Regions from separate parts of the Rattus norvegicus genome. Here region 2 is linked to region 1. A link is a contact called in public Hi-C data. All regions are on one chromosome and are shown on one strand. The core of a region is the stretch at or near the end of the contact, and the rest is flanking DNA. Distances in the headings are between cores, read along the strand shown. Region 1 overlaps Fto (FTO, alpha-ketoglutarate dependent dioxygenase). Region 2 overlaps Fto (FTO, alpha-ketoglutarate dependent dioxygenase).

Region 1 (7,170 bases), core at 630-3,129:
AATCCCCACCAGATTCCCAAAATGAAAACTGGCAGGTGCATGCTGATAGAGTCATGTCCGCTCCGTGTCCCTTGGGGTGGAGATTAGCACGGCCACCGAGTCAGTTTCCACCCTGGCTAATGCATTCATTCCGGCGGACAGGGATCTTCTGCCAGTCCAGCCTTACTAATCTTCCCCAAAATACTGCTGGTGAGCTGCTGGTGAACGGGGATTTGTTTTCTACTTGCTAAAGAGGTGGCCCAGGAAAGAGAGGCAACTCGGTCACTTAACACGGTCAGTGCGGGCTATAGGCTGTCTCCTCCTAGGGAAATTCCAACTTTTAGCACTGCTTGCTCTATGTCCGATCGTGGTCTCGATAGCAGGCTTCCTCAACGCTATGCCACACCCAGGACCTTCCCAGGACCACACATCCAGGCTAGAGCATCACAGAGATACCAAGGCTTCTCTAAGTGGTAAACCCCTGGTTCTTTTAAAACACCTACTGATCTCACATGACACCTAAGAGGCAAAACATGGAATTTTCTTAGGCCCAGGGGGTGGGAAAGACCTCATCGGGTTGAGAAGGTCAAAGAGGCCTTGAGTCTGGCTAACTGTGCCAAACCCCCAAATCCTAGAAGATTAAAATGTAATCAGAGTTCCTCCTCCTAGCTCAGGGACACACAGATCTAACATTCCTGAGAGAGAGAGAGAGAGAGAGAGAGAGAGAGAGAGAGAGAGAGAGAGAGAGAGAATAAGTTTAATTAATGTATGCATAAAAATAACCATGGTCCAAAAAAAACGCTTTCATTTTCCCGGGTAATTTTTCGGGGAATGCATGAGGTTGATGTTATTACTTGGAAGATGGAAAGGTGCTTAAGCCTGCAGCAGTCAAGAGTTTACAAGACCAGGGCCTGCTGCTGCTCTCTGCCTGGCCCCGGGAAGGGTGTGATGAACACGATCTGAAATCAATATCAGGGAACAGTTACTGCATCTCAATATTATTTGCGGAGATGGGCTGCTGGAAGGACAGCGGGTAAGAGAGATATGTCAATAGCTTTAACGAAGCACTCCACAGCCATGCACAAAGGGAGGTCAAATAACTATCAGCCGACCAATCCCAATTGTAAGTAGTAAAAATGATAAAATCAATATTATTAAATAAAAAGTTAGCACTGCTATTGAACCCTCTCATGATCTTGGCAGGGCCTGGCTGCAAACGAGGGAGGCTGTTTTCCAGTCTCTTTGGCGGTAAGTGGCGAGGACTATTGAGTACCCGCACCAGGGAATTTTTCACGTGCACGCTGAGCCGAAGGAACCGCTAAACAATAGGGGCAGGTAGCTGACACCGGCCTCGGAACCAGCGATCCTTGCCAGCCAGGGCTCCACATCTGTGCTGATGCCACCGAGGCTGCATCTTTTTAAGTTGGACTTTGCCTCTCCGTCCTTCTGGGTGGCAGAGGTTGGACTAAGTCAAGGCTCTCCAGGGACAAAGAAAGGTATCCTCACCAACCTCGGGATTTAGAAATTTAACAGGAAAAAAGAAATCATGGGGCTGGGGCTGGGGACAAGGGCATTTGGCGAGCAGAGGACTGACTTTCCCTCCTTAGTGGAGATGACTGAGGGGCGCAGTCTCAAAGCCAAGACTGTGTTTCTTCCCTGATGGGGCTGATCCTGACACACAGGCAGGTACTGAGAAAGAAGCAGTCAAAAATGCCTAGGAAAGCTCTAGTCCTGCCTATAAGAAGGGGGAAATTAAAGAAATGAGAGAGAGAGAGAGAGAGAGAGAGAGAGAGAGAGAGAGAGAGAGAGAGAGAGAGGAGAGAGCGAACACAAGCTAGCCCGCCTGCCCAAAATAAAGCGAAAGCATGTGTCAGCCGCTGCCAGTGGGCGAGGTGGCATGCGCCCGCCGCTCTGACCTGCATTAAACACACAGCTGCTTAGCCTTTTGAAGGCCGAAAGTTGGCCCTGTGTTTACATTTCATAGAAGCTACTACAGAGAGTAAACAGGAACCTTCGGTGAATTATTTAGCATACAAATAAGCCGGCAAGGAAGGCTAAGTGAGCTCAGTGAACTAACTGGATTGAAATATTCATCTGTAAATAACCCTCCAATCTGGTGCTTTCACGTACAAATACTACATGGGACATTAGACACAACTAGCTTCTAGGGATATTTAGGCTCACTGGAGAGCAGTTTTATGTCCTCTGGCATCTGTGGGTAGTGATATGGACTGACTGTTAATATAACCAACATAAAATTTATGTGAACGCTCACTGAAATAGCGGCGCACTGTCAGACAGCTGGTGGCTGATGTGGAGCACATGCGGGTTTTATATGCACCGCGTAAACTAACCTTTGCAATAAAGATTTAGCAGGTTTATTAGTTTAGGAAATCGCTATAATTAAGGATAATTCATAATGGCCGCTTATCCACTCTCCAGCAATAGCTCGCTTAATTTAGGCTCCATTTCTTTGAGCCATAAATAAGTGAGCTGCTATCTTCTGCACAGATGTGGCATTCAACCTGTTCATGTTGGCTGGTTTGTGCTTGTGTTTTAATCAAAAGCATTAGTAGGTGAGGCTATAAAAAGCCCATGGTTTGAAATAAAATTAGCGAGGGCCGCATCGGCAAAGTTTATTTTTATCTACCAGCTTCCCCCCCCCCAAAAAAAAAAACAACCTCGACGCCAAAGATCTAACCTCCCCTTTCAGAGTCAAGAACGATTACAAACAAATACTCCTTTAAAGTGTAGTAAAGGGGCTTTCATTTAAAAATCCAAGGAGAGAGAAAGTGACAGAGCAATAACGTTAATGAAGGCCAGAGAAATATGAGCGTGACCTCTCTACAGTATTTCCATTTAACTGCGCATGTAATTAAAGCCTGACCTTTGCGGGTGCAGCCACTTCCCCTGTGATCCAAGCTCCTCTGCATGGAGAGGTGGACCTTTCTACAGTGCCCTGCTATCGCCTGCCTTCAGTATTTGCCAGGAGGCACGGTCACGGGCTTGCTCCCTGGTCCAGTGGATGGGGGTACTTTGTGCTGCCTCTTAACTACCCCTGATGATCTTCCTCCACACACCCTCCGAGTCTTCCTGCCAGTGTGCATTCTGCAGACAGACAGGGCATGAGTCAGCAAAAGGTAGCCAATGCCTGAACCCAGGTCCAGATTCTACACTGAACTAGCTGGTAAGCGTGCATTAGGCACGGGAAGGCACTCCTTGGCCTGGTTTGAGCTGCCTGCAAAGGGAAGCTTATGCCTCATGCATCTCCCCCAGGGGACTGCAGCGTGATTGACATGGGAATTTGAAGTTATATTAAGAGTGAAGCTATATAGAGACTTAAGATTCGCTTTGTTCTTGAGATTTTCATGACTGTGGAGTTAATCCTGGTGTAATGGAAAGGGTGTTGGTCAAAGAGTCACAGGATCGGATGTAGTCTGATCTGTGTCACTCACAGCTACCCTGCCCCCCAAGAGACAGTAAGCCTCCCTGCATTTCAGGATTCCCACATGCAAATGGGGACATTAGTACCTGGGCACCTACTTTGGGGACTAGTATTAAGAATCCATAGGACTGATGCTGACAGATACTTTCTGGGATACATTCAATGGTGAGTTCCAAGGCAAACACTCACTGCAGGTGATCCTCCAGTCCCTTGCCCCTGACCCCTCAGAAGTGGAGTTACCTTGCCCACCACTGTGCTGAGAGGAAGAAGTATGGTGCACAAGCGGCCAGCTAACTCACCCTCCAATCTGCCCCACCCCCTCCCGCATAGCTCCCGAAAGTCACTCAGAACACGGGGTGGGGGTGGGGGTGGGGCAAGGACTTGGAACAGAGCAGGAATCTCAAGCATACATGGGAAGTACAGAAATTACTTTGAGTAGCTGTGCCCAAAACTCCAAGAGAAGCATAGAGGGGAGGGTACTGGCTCAGGGTTTCCGAGGTTTGGTCCGAGGCTGTTTGGCTCCCTGAGCTTGTGTCCAACATCACTGTGGGGGTGGTGAGTGGAGGTGGTGGCTGTGTTCCTCATGTGCGAGGGAGGTACTCGACATCAATCACAACCCCCACAGGCCAGTCCCCGGCGACTTACTTCCTCTGCCTAGACCCCAGCTAATGAAGTTTCCAGAACCTTCCAAACCCAACTCCACAGGCTAGATACTAAGTATTCAATGCAGGCGTCTATGGGAGTGGGGGACACTTCATGCTCATATAACAATAGGTGCAATGCTGTGATTCCTAAGAAAGGGCAAAACACGTCATTTTAAACTATCTATTCTCTGAAATAACTTTCCTGTTCTCAGAAAGGTCTCACCTGGTGAGGAATAGTAAACTGGCCCCAGAGCCAGGTACCACAAGGAACACCTCCCTCAAGGCGTTCTCGTTGACAAGTTGAGACTGAAGCTAAAATGGAGAAATTAGCAACAGTTAACACTGTTTTGTTTTGTTTGGACAAATACAGGTCCTCTGGGTTCCCTACCTGGGGGACATGTGCACAGGGCATCAGAGCAGCAGCCGAGGGAGTGGTAGGATAGCATGGTGTCTGGTGCCCCTGTTAGCACAGCTTACCAGCTCTGTCCTCAGCCACAGTGGCCGAGGAGAACAGGTCTGCGACGAGCCTCCGGGATCTGAGGGAACGCATGGCCAAGGCCGCCTTCTTACTCCCATTTCTGAGGACGGCCCCAAGAAGCAATGTGACCTTAGCTCCTGAGTTAATAAAAACTTGACCTGCCGGTTACCTGACGGTCTTACCTGTCACCCCTGGTGGCAAGTGGCTGGCCCTCTTTTTTAATTCATGTTGAGGCTTATTTAATCAGCTGTGCACCGGGAGATTTATAACCCATTATGAAAGTGTTCTCAGCAAAATAAAACTCTAATGCTGGGGGGGGTTGTAAAACGCTTCCAATATATGGGAGCAAGTGGGGTCAGGCAAGAGCAGAGCCCTTCTCCGGCTCCATGCTCACACCAAAAGTATTAGCCCAAAATGAGGAACATATTATCAGGAAAATCTCTTATTCTTCTAAAATAGTTTCCTCCAGGAGTCAAAGTTCATGGGAACATTTACCCATTCTGGTGCACAAATTGACATCGTTAATAAGGCTTCTTGAAATTCAGACTTTAAATCAGAGAATGGTAGGGTCAAAACAAGTCACGGCAAGAACTCGGGGTCAAATAAATAAATAAATGCTTTCACTGCGGCTGAGTCACCTCAACACATTTTCAGGAAAAAAAAAAAAGCTAAAAAGGAGAAGGGTGAGGTTTTCTAAAGCAATACCTGTCTCACAGCATCTGGAGGAAGTGACACTGGGGCCCAGGACAGCAGTAACAGGACAGGCAGACCCACACCATCCTTCCCCAGGGCAAGTGGCTACTGTTAGGTTCCACATAAAGCCAGGAACAGAGCTCTAAAGCAAGGGCATTTCCACAAGGGCAGGTGACGGAAGTGAGAGTAGAGACAAGAGGAGACTAGCCAGGTAAAAAGCAAGCTCAGTACTATATGGAAGCTTCCTGCCCCTACCACATGATCTGTCTGTGACTCTGTCTACTTGGGAAGACCCCAAGTTGAAGGCCAGTCTGCCCAACTCCAGTGGGACCCTGCCTCAAAAACAAATCAATAGAGGGCTGGGAACCCACCTTAGCTTAAGGTGCTCAGCATAGCGTGTGTGGGACCCTAAAATAAAACAATTTAAAAGCAGCCAGAACAAGGACTTGAAAGGTCTCAGGTGGGGCTCCCCACCTGCCATCCTCCTGACGGCTGCCACAGGACAGATGCTGGACTCACTCTTTGTGTCCACTCTCACATCCCACCTGCTGCCAAGACCTAGGCCCATCCTACATGACGCTTTTGGATTCTGACACAATTATGCTCGCTCTGGGGTCAGAGTGCATTTTCTAATGAGAGGGAGGTAAGACTTCCAGTGGCTCTTCCCGCCCCTGGCCTGTCTAGACCCGGTGGGGACACAGCAGGCTTTACTTTTCCCACCTGGATTTACTCTTCCCTTCAAACCTGGTTCACAGCTCTCCGGGAGGATTCTGGCACGCTGCTAATAGTTCACAACTCACTAATAACGAACACGAAGATGGTATTTCGGCCTGATACCGGGGCCTCTGAAACTGCAAAGTGTGCGCTTTATTTCTGTAGCCTGAGTGGGAGATAGCAGGTCCGGCACTGATTCCATGTGAAATTTCTCCCGTTGAAGCAAAGCAGATTCCCACTCAGCCTGGAGAACCTTCCCGGCATGAAGATAAACTCGAGGATCCCTGCTTCTGCCTGTCCTTAGCCTGCTGCCACCAATGTCAGCAGCTTAGCAGTAATGCGCTGTTTGCCAGCACAACCCAACTCATTTGGTTTGCAGATGGGGACCCCTATTGGTATGAGAAAAATCCCAGGAAGAATGGAGACCAGACAGCGCTTCTTAACCAAGTGTGCCCGAATGTACCAATAGACAGAGTGGCACCTACAATAATACTTCAGACACAGCTTCAAATGCTCTTCTCTTCCACCGCATGCATCTCTCTCTCTCTCTCTCTCTCTCTCTCTCTCTCTCTCTCTCTCTCTCTCACACACACACACACACACACACACACACACACACACTCAGGAAAGCCACCCCCGGCTCTGGAGTTAACCTCTTCTGACACCCAGGGGCAGGTGAGCGCGCATGGCCACTTCACAGGAGCTGCGGTGTTACCAGGGTGGCAGTCCATCTCCTTGCTGACAGATCTCCGTGTTGGGCAGGATTTCCAATCCTTCATGACTATCTATCTGTCACCGCAGGTGAGTGGTGGCACTCAGCCTGATCCCCAGCCACTTTCACAGTTACTTATCTGTCTTTATGGATTCATCCTGTGTGTCAAGCCAGCGCATAACAGCATTACTGTCAGGGTGACAAAACTGTCCCCAGAGTGCCACAAATGATTCTCTCTCCTTATGGCTGCTAGCAGCCAGAAGAGCGACGGTGCCTCCTCACTCATCCCTCTCCTGCTATCCCTGGGCCCACATCTCCTCCTGCAGGTAGAGCTGGCTAATGAGGGGCGCAGCCGAGAACAGCCTTCGCCCACCTGCAAATTATAAAGGGAGAGGGGCGGGCTCTCCGTGAGGATCCAAGCTTTTGTCACTCTCTCTTGGGTGTGTCCCTGACATGTTTGGATGCTTGGTGCTGAGGAAGGGGGGAACTCCCTATTCAAGCTCCT
Region 2 (6,413 bases), core at 35-2,534, 68 kb after region 1:
ATTCCTCACCCTGTACTGATGCTGACCGTCTGGGTGGTAGGATTAAGAGCACCTTTTTTGTGCTTTTCTATAAGTTTCATTTGTTTTTTATAATGAGTATTTTTAACTTTAGAAACAAAAGAAAATGCTGAGCATTGACAAAGGAGTAGTTGACAAGCAGACAGAGTCAGAGACTCAAAGCTGTAACTGCGTCTGGAGATGGCTGGAGGTAAAGGTCCTGCTGCCAAGCTGGGAAGCACGGTGGTCGGGGAGAACTGAAACCTACAGGTTGTCCTCTGACCTCCATATGCAGCTTTCGCCACAGTCTCAGTCTCTCCCTCCCTCCCTCTCCCCTCCCCTCCACGCACACATTGTATGAGTTTCGTTCCTCTAGAGAACCCTAATTAATACCTGTGTGACAGCAATGTATTCACTAAATTTAAAATTTCATGTTTTAGAAATATTAAGGATAAAATAATATACAAATTAGCATAAAATAAATAGAACTTCCCTGGGCTTTGTGTATTATTTTCAGTAACTTGCAAGTCTTATGATATTTCAGACATAATGTTAGAAGTCAAGTCAAGGGATGGCTCAGGGGTTAAGAGCACTGACTGCTCCTCTTCCAGAGGTCCTGAGTTCAATTCCCAGCAACCACATGGTGGCTCACAACCATCTGTAATGGGATCCGATGCCCTCCTCTGGTGTGTCTGAAGACAGCTACAGTGTACTCGCATACATAAAGTAAATAAATCTTTAAAAAAAAAGTTAGGTCAAGCAAACCTTGCACGGTGTAGAGGCACATGCTTATAGTCGCAGCAGTTGGGAGGCTGAGTGAGGAGGCCATAGGTTCCAGGCTGCCTAGGGCTACATAGTAAGACTCCATCTCAAAAAAGAATGGAGAGAGGAAAAAAGGGGGGAGGGGCAACCGTCATCTTCTGAAATGGCCACGCTGGCCTTACGTTGCCTGTGAAGGCTGGTTTTACCCAGTGTTAAATGTTCCTCTGAGAAGCGCAAGTGCAAGGCATGCAGCTGAAGTCAATTTAGAAACAGAGACACACACGGAGAGACAGATCTCTGCATTCAATACACAACTCCAGGAGGGCAGACGCCTGGGACGCGTTTCTATAAATAGTCTGACATTACTACGCAATCTTCTCTGCGTACTCGCCATGGCAACACTGCTACGGGTGATGGAAGATATGAGTGACTTTGACATTTCTGGGTGTAACTTGAGGAGATCATCTCATCATGAAGGATTGGGGTGGGACATCCTAACCAACAACTTAATATCAAACCTCACCTTGGCGCGCTAAGACAGTGCACAGTGACATTCAAGATGATCCACTCATCGCCGCCCAATACAGCCTGCTTGTTCACAAAATGTCAGTGACAAGGCTGGGGCATTCTGACTGCTAGGCGGTGAGTCCAAATGACAAGGAAGTTTTAATACAGCATTAGCTTCATCTCCTTATATGCTAGCACCGTCCTCCAGCAGCCAGCTCGGGTGTGCATGGGTAGCCATAGGAATCAAAGGCTTCTCTTTCCTCATACAACAGATCCATTTGCAAAAGATCACAGGAAGGCAGTGTAAGCTGTGCAGGACAGGAGTTTATCCATGGGAATTCTTCCAAAAAAATTCATATTTACAAACGTTCTCTCCACCCAGGTGTGTGTGTGTGTGTGTGTGTGTGTGTGTGTGTGTGTGTGTGTGTGTAGTCTAGAGGACAACTTTTAGGAGTCCAACCCCTTTCCTCCATGTGAGTCTTGGAAAGTGACTTCAGGTTGCCAGGCTTGGCAGAAAATGTCTTTATCCACTGAGCTGTCTTGCTGGCCTCATCACGGAGAATTCCTGATGGCTTTCTTAGCTATCTTTAAAGAGCAGAGCACCCTGATTTTGTACAATACCAAGTTAGAAATTCAAAGAATCCCCTTTAATAGCTGTCGAGGTGATAGTGGCCTACATTGATGCTTTGTTCATGTTTAGAGTGGTTTTCTATAAGCTACCTCACATTCTCCTCAGCACACACCCATATAGGATTACTCATGCTTCTTCAGCATCCCACGGGTGACAAGAGCCGAGGTGTAGGAGGTAGGAGGCTTCACCATGTTGGCTAAGTTCTCAGAGTGCTGGTGCTGAAGCCATCCTGTGTTAGATGGAGAAAGTCCAGCTTCAGAGTTGACAAACCAGGTCTCTATTTCACCAAATAACACCCACACGCCTACGCATCCTACATGTGTCTGATGATGCAAATCACACACATATTTACATTTCTGGCATTTCTTGATGATGGAGAAACACTCGCTGACATTCTAGAGAGAGCCAGTGCCAAGAGCTCATCTTCACCCTTCTCGTAAGTTCATAATGCTTTGCAACTTGATGGCTGGTCCAGTCTAGTCGCTTTGCATTTACTCCAGGTAAGGTAAATTATCTACGTTTAAAACGTTCGTGTGAAACGTCACTCAACCAGGAGATGCATCTTGTTCACTCTGAACTCCAAGCTCTCTCCAGGCACTATTCTTCTGGTCTGCTCCTTCTCCTTCATTGTCTCTATGTGCCATCAGCACATCGACAGTAAAACTGACCCTCAGGAGAGATGGTGTGGGAAGCAGCATCCACGTTCCCACCATTTACCCACCAGGCTTTATTCTGTGGATGCTCAAAACCAATATATCACCTAACCAAAGAGGGACGCGTTGACTGTGCACCTGCTGCCAACAGAGATGCCACCATGTCACTGCTGGAGGCTTTAAAGAGGCATTTAGGGCAGTGACCAATTAAGACTGTTACTTCACTCCACACGAATCTGTCTGGAAGTAGCAATTAGCTCTTAAGTGGGAGTATACCTATGTAGACACGTCTGGGAGTGTGAGTGTGGCCTAGATTTGATCATGATCATTCCCAGCAGCTGAGGTGCCAATGCTCTACTGCCACTGAGGGGAGAGCATCTGGGGTCAGCGGCCTGCCGAGCAGTCCTGCCACTGCTGAACTCTGAAATGGCAAGAGCCCAGCAGCAAAAATAGCCTCCGTCCTCTGTGCCAGGCCACCTGGTTTTTGTCTATACCCAGTGGTCCCTGTTTAGCAGGGCAGGTGCCACACGGGAGGCAAAGCTCAGTTTTCTAAAACTGTTCTGTGTGAACCTAAGCTTGAACTGACGCACAGAGCAGTGCAGGTTTGTGAGGCGCTAACTCGAAGCGTCCATTAACCACCCTCCTTAGTTAAGTTCCCACTGGAGAGCTGGGATATGAGGAGACAGAAGCAAAGTTCACTCCCTCTTCTAAATGTTACCGGACCATGATACACTCTGAGTCAAAGCAGCAGCTCTACCTGGCTTTAAAGTCTCTCCTCAGCGGGGTAGAGGGTCCCTTCTGCTCCCTGTGCACTCTCATGAGGAAACCTCCTCTTAGCTAACAGTTCGCGCTCCCCCAGAAAGCTGGCTAAGGATGACAGCTGGGCCACAGGACTGACTACGCGTGTAGTATGTGTAGCCTCTGGGAACTCCAGGAGGCTCTGCCATTGAGGTTAGAGTTTGTAGCCAATGAGGACAAGTTAATGCTGAAAGGGGCCAGTGAATGCCCGAGACTCAGCTTCTATGTTCTGTGACTGCAGAAGCTGAAGGTAGAGAAGGGAGCTAGATGAGAAGTGCAGTTTACTGGATGTGCTATCAGTCCAACCTGATCAACACACTTGAGTTCTGAGCTACCACGGGATGGTGAAGAGAAACAATTCCACTTGGCGCACAGGAAGACTGAGCACTGCAGAGATGAGAACCCACTCCAGTTCCGAGAGTTGGAGGGAGATGGGATAAACAGGCGCTCTATCTTTCTTGGCTTTAGTTTCCTCTTCTAAATAAGAAGCAGTATTTGTTTATTCACAGATGACCACAAAGGTTTGAGACTCCAGGAGGAAAGCAGGCTTGGTAGCATGCACCTGTATTCCTGTTACTCAGGAGGCTGAAGCAACAGGACCGTGGGTTCAAGGCCAGCGAGAGGGATGCTGAGTTCAAAGCCACCCGGGCTACACAGTGAGAGCCTGTCTTTCAAGGAGCAAGCCAAAGTGAGATAATACAAAGCATGCATTTCAGCACTGGCTAGGTTTTTGTTGTTGCTACTATGCTACTAAACAAAGGGCAAAGCCAATGACGGAACTCCTTGCTGCCACACTGCTGGCTCAATGCCCCTTTCATCAGGCCACACTAGAGGGAACTCCAATTATACATCATCTGTAGTTACAGCATGGGCCACATGGAGAAGTGATGCAGGGAAGGGCAGAGGCAAGAGACAGAGACTGGGACATGGGAAATAGCTGTTACCCAAGGACAAAGCACCAGGAACCTTTGTTCAAATCTGTGAGACTCACAGGCTGACAGACAGCTTGTAACTGCATCAGCTGGTTCCCCCCAAAACAGACTGTCAGATTCAGCCCTGGCCTGTGGGTTAGCAGATTTGCAAGAGCCCCTCTTCAAGAAGGGGTCCTGCTTGGTGTCCGGTCCAATTCCAAGTGACTGTAGTTAGAATTAGCAGCTGTAGCAGCCCTGAGAGTGAGGACTCTGGAAGAGGCCCTGTCAGGAGGACTTCCCAAATCACTTAGAGAAAACACACACACACACACACACACACACACCCCAGAAAACTTATACAGATATTTAAGAACAAATACCAATAATCAAGAGATCTATGAAAATGGCCTCTAGACTATCAGCGATAGCCAACTTCTGCCTACGAATGGAGAGATCTGTAGTACGGAAATGCTCGCCAGGCTGCCTTCAAAGCTCTGCACTCACATTTAGCTGAATGCAGGGTAGACTCTTATCACACATTTGAAAACAACCCGATGATACAGTAGAAAGTGATAAAAACCTCATACCTTCCCACTTACATCACTCTCCCTTTCAATCCCAAGGATAGATCCCAATTAAGAAACAAACAAACAAAACAACAACCAACCAAGCAAACGAACAACAGAAAAACAGGCCATGAGCAAAGACCTAACTGCAACCTTACTTTACAGTGGTGTCAAATCAAAGAGGGCTTCAAGTGCCAGCAATCAGGGAATGATTTTGCATATTGTGATTCATCTGCTGGCTGGAGCATTCTGTGTTAAACACCCATAAAGGACATGCTTCTCTAAAGGTGAGTGGGAAGCCACAGGCATCTACAGCACTTTGAAAATTTCACAGTAATCATGCAGGCCATGATGATAGACACTTCTAATCCTAGCACTCGGTAGGCAGAAGCAAGTGGACCTCTGTAAATTTGAAGCCATCCTGTTCTATATAGCAAGTTCCAGGACAGAGTGATACAACAGAGAGCCCCTATCTCTAAAAAAACAACACAGTACTTGAAGACTCAGTATGGGAGAGCCCAATGTATTGTTTGCTACTGAGTTTCCTTCTGAAAAATTTCTCCCCTCAAGTGCCTCTACATCGGGTGACTTAGCACATCCTTGTTTAGCAAGGGCCACTGTCTTGCATCTATCAGCATCTGCGAATCTCAGCGTCGTAGGATGGATATCCCATGTCACATGAGCCTCACCTGACCGGCGCCATTTTAAAATGTGAGATTACCTGTCAAACAATGTCAACTCGTATCCACTACTAAAATATTTGAGGGCCTGCAGCCCTGGGCCCACACCCCAAAGAGCAGCAACTGTCTGGAGTTGAACAGCCAGCCTCCTAGGAGGGTAAGGGCTTAGCCACTTGCCATGGCTGCCTATTGCTCCGGCCATTCTTCTGTGTGTCATGGTTTCCGTCTGAAATGTCTTCCACAGACTCATGCTTTGAGGACCTAAGGTGTGAGGTGCTACTCTGGAGGTTCTGGTGCCTTCGGGAGGTTGGCCCAGCTAGCAGAAGCAGGTCACTCGGAGTGGACCTGGAAGGTTATATATCCCTGGTTTCACAGTTTGCTCTCTCTCCTCCCTGGAGCAAGGTACAGGAAGAAACCACCAGCTCAGCACTCTAGTCCCATGTCTTCCTACAAGAACTTAAACCCTCAGAAGCCATGAGCCAAAGCAACCCTTCCTCCCTTAAACTGTTTTGTCAGGTCCTGCCTCGTAGCTGTGCAAAGAAACCACAAGTCACCCAAGGAGTACGGGTCCTCCATGGCACAGGTAGCTCTAAGATCCTTCCTGTCACCATTAGCACAGCTGGATCACCCTGTTCCCTCATTCCTTAGCAGATGGTGCCTTCTTACTCCTGCAAAGCTGGACTGCGGTCTCACAGAACCACAAAGGGCACACACTTTAGATGCCAAATCACAGTCATGTTTCCCTCTCTGCTTTTCCACACGAGCATTTTCTTTGATTCCGAAGACAGTGATCAGGAAGGTTAAGGAAGCTGCGTTCTTTCTCTGTGAACTCCATCTCGTGTGTGGCAGAACCCTGGCTCCTTACTGGGGACAGACATTTGTACTGTTCTTTCCTTAGGAGTGGAAGG

The links. A called contact is a pair of places that touch in the nucleus more often than the background predicts.
Region 2: a contact with region 1 is called in a Hi-C map of psoas muscle, with 2.2 times the contacts expected there. The contact joins two enhancer-like sites.

Annotation. Positions count from the first base shown.
Region 1 is chr19:31,558,407-31,565,576 of GRCr8, forward strand. All of the region lies in intron 8 of Fto (FTO, alpha-ketoglutarate dependent dioxygenase), which reads right to left. Among named protein-coding and RNA genes, the nearest start is that of Irx3, 180 kb to the left of the region's middle. Within about 2 kb of position 1,880, at least 2 of the 93 cell types and tissues checked have an H3K27ac peak or open chromatin away from gene starts, as enhancers often do.
Region 2 is chr19:31,626,942-31,633,354 of GRCr8, forward strand. All of the region lies in intron 8 of Fto (FTO, alpha-ketoglutarate dependent dioxygenase), which reads right to left. Among named protein-coding and RNA genes, the nearest start is that of Fto, 230 kb to the right of the region's middle. Within about 2 kb of position 1,285, at least 13 of the 93 cell types and tissues checked have an H3K27ac peak or open chromatin away from gene starts, as enhancers often do.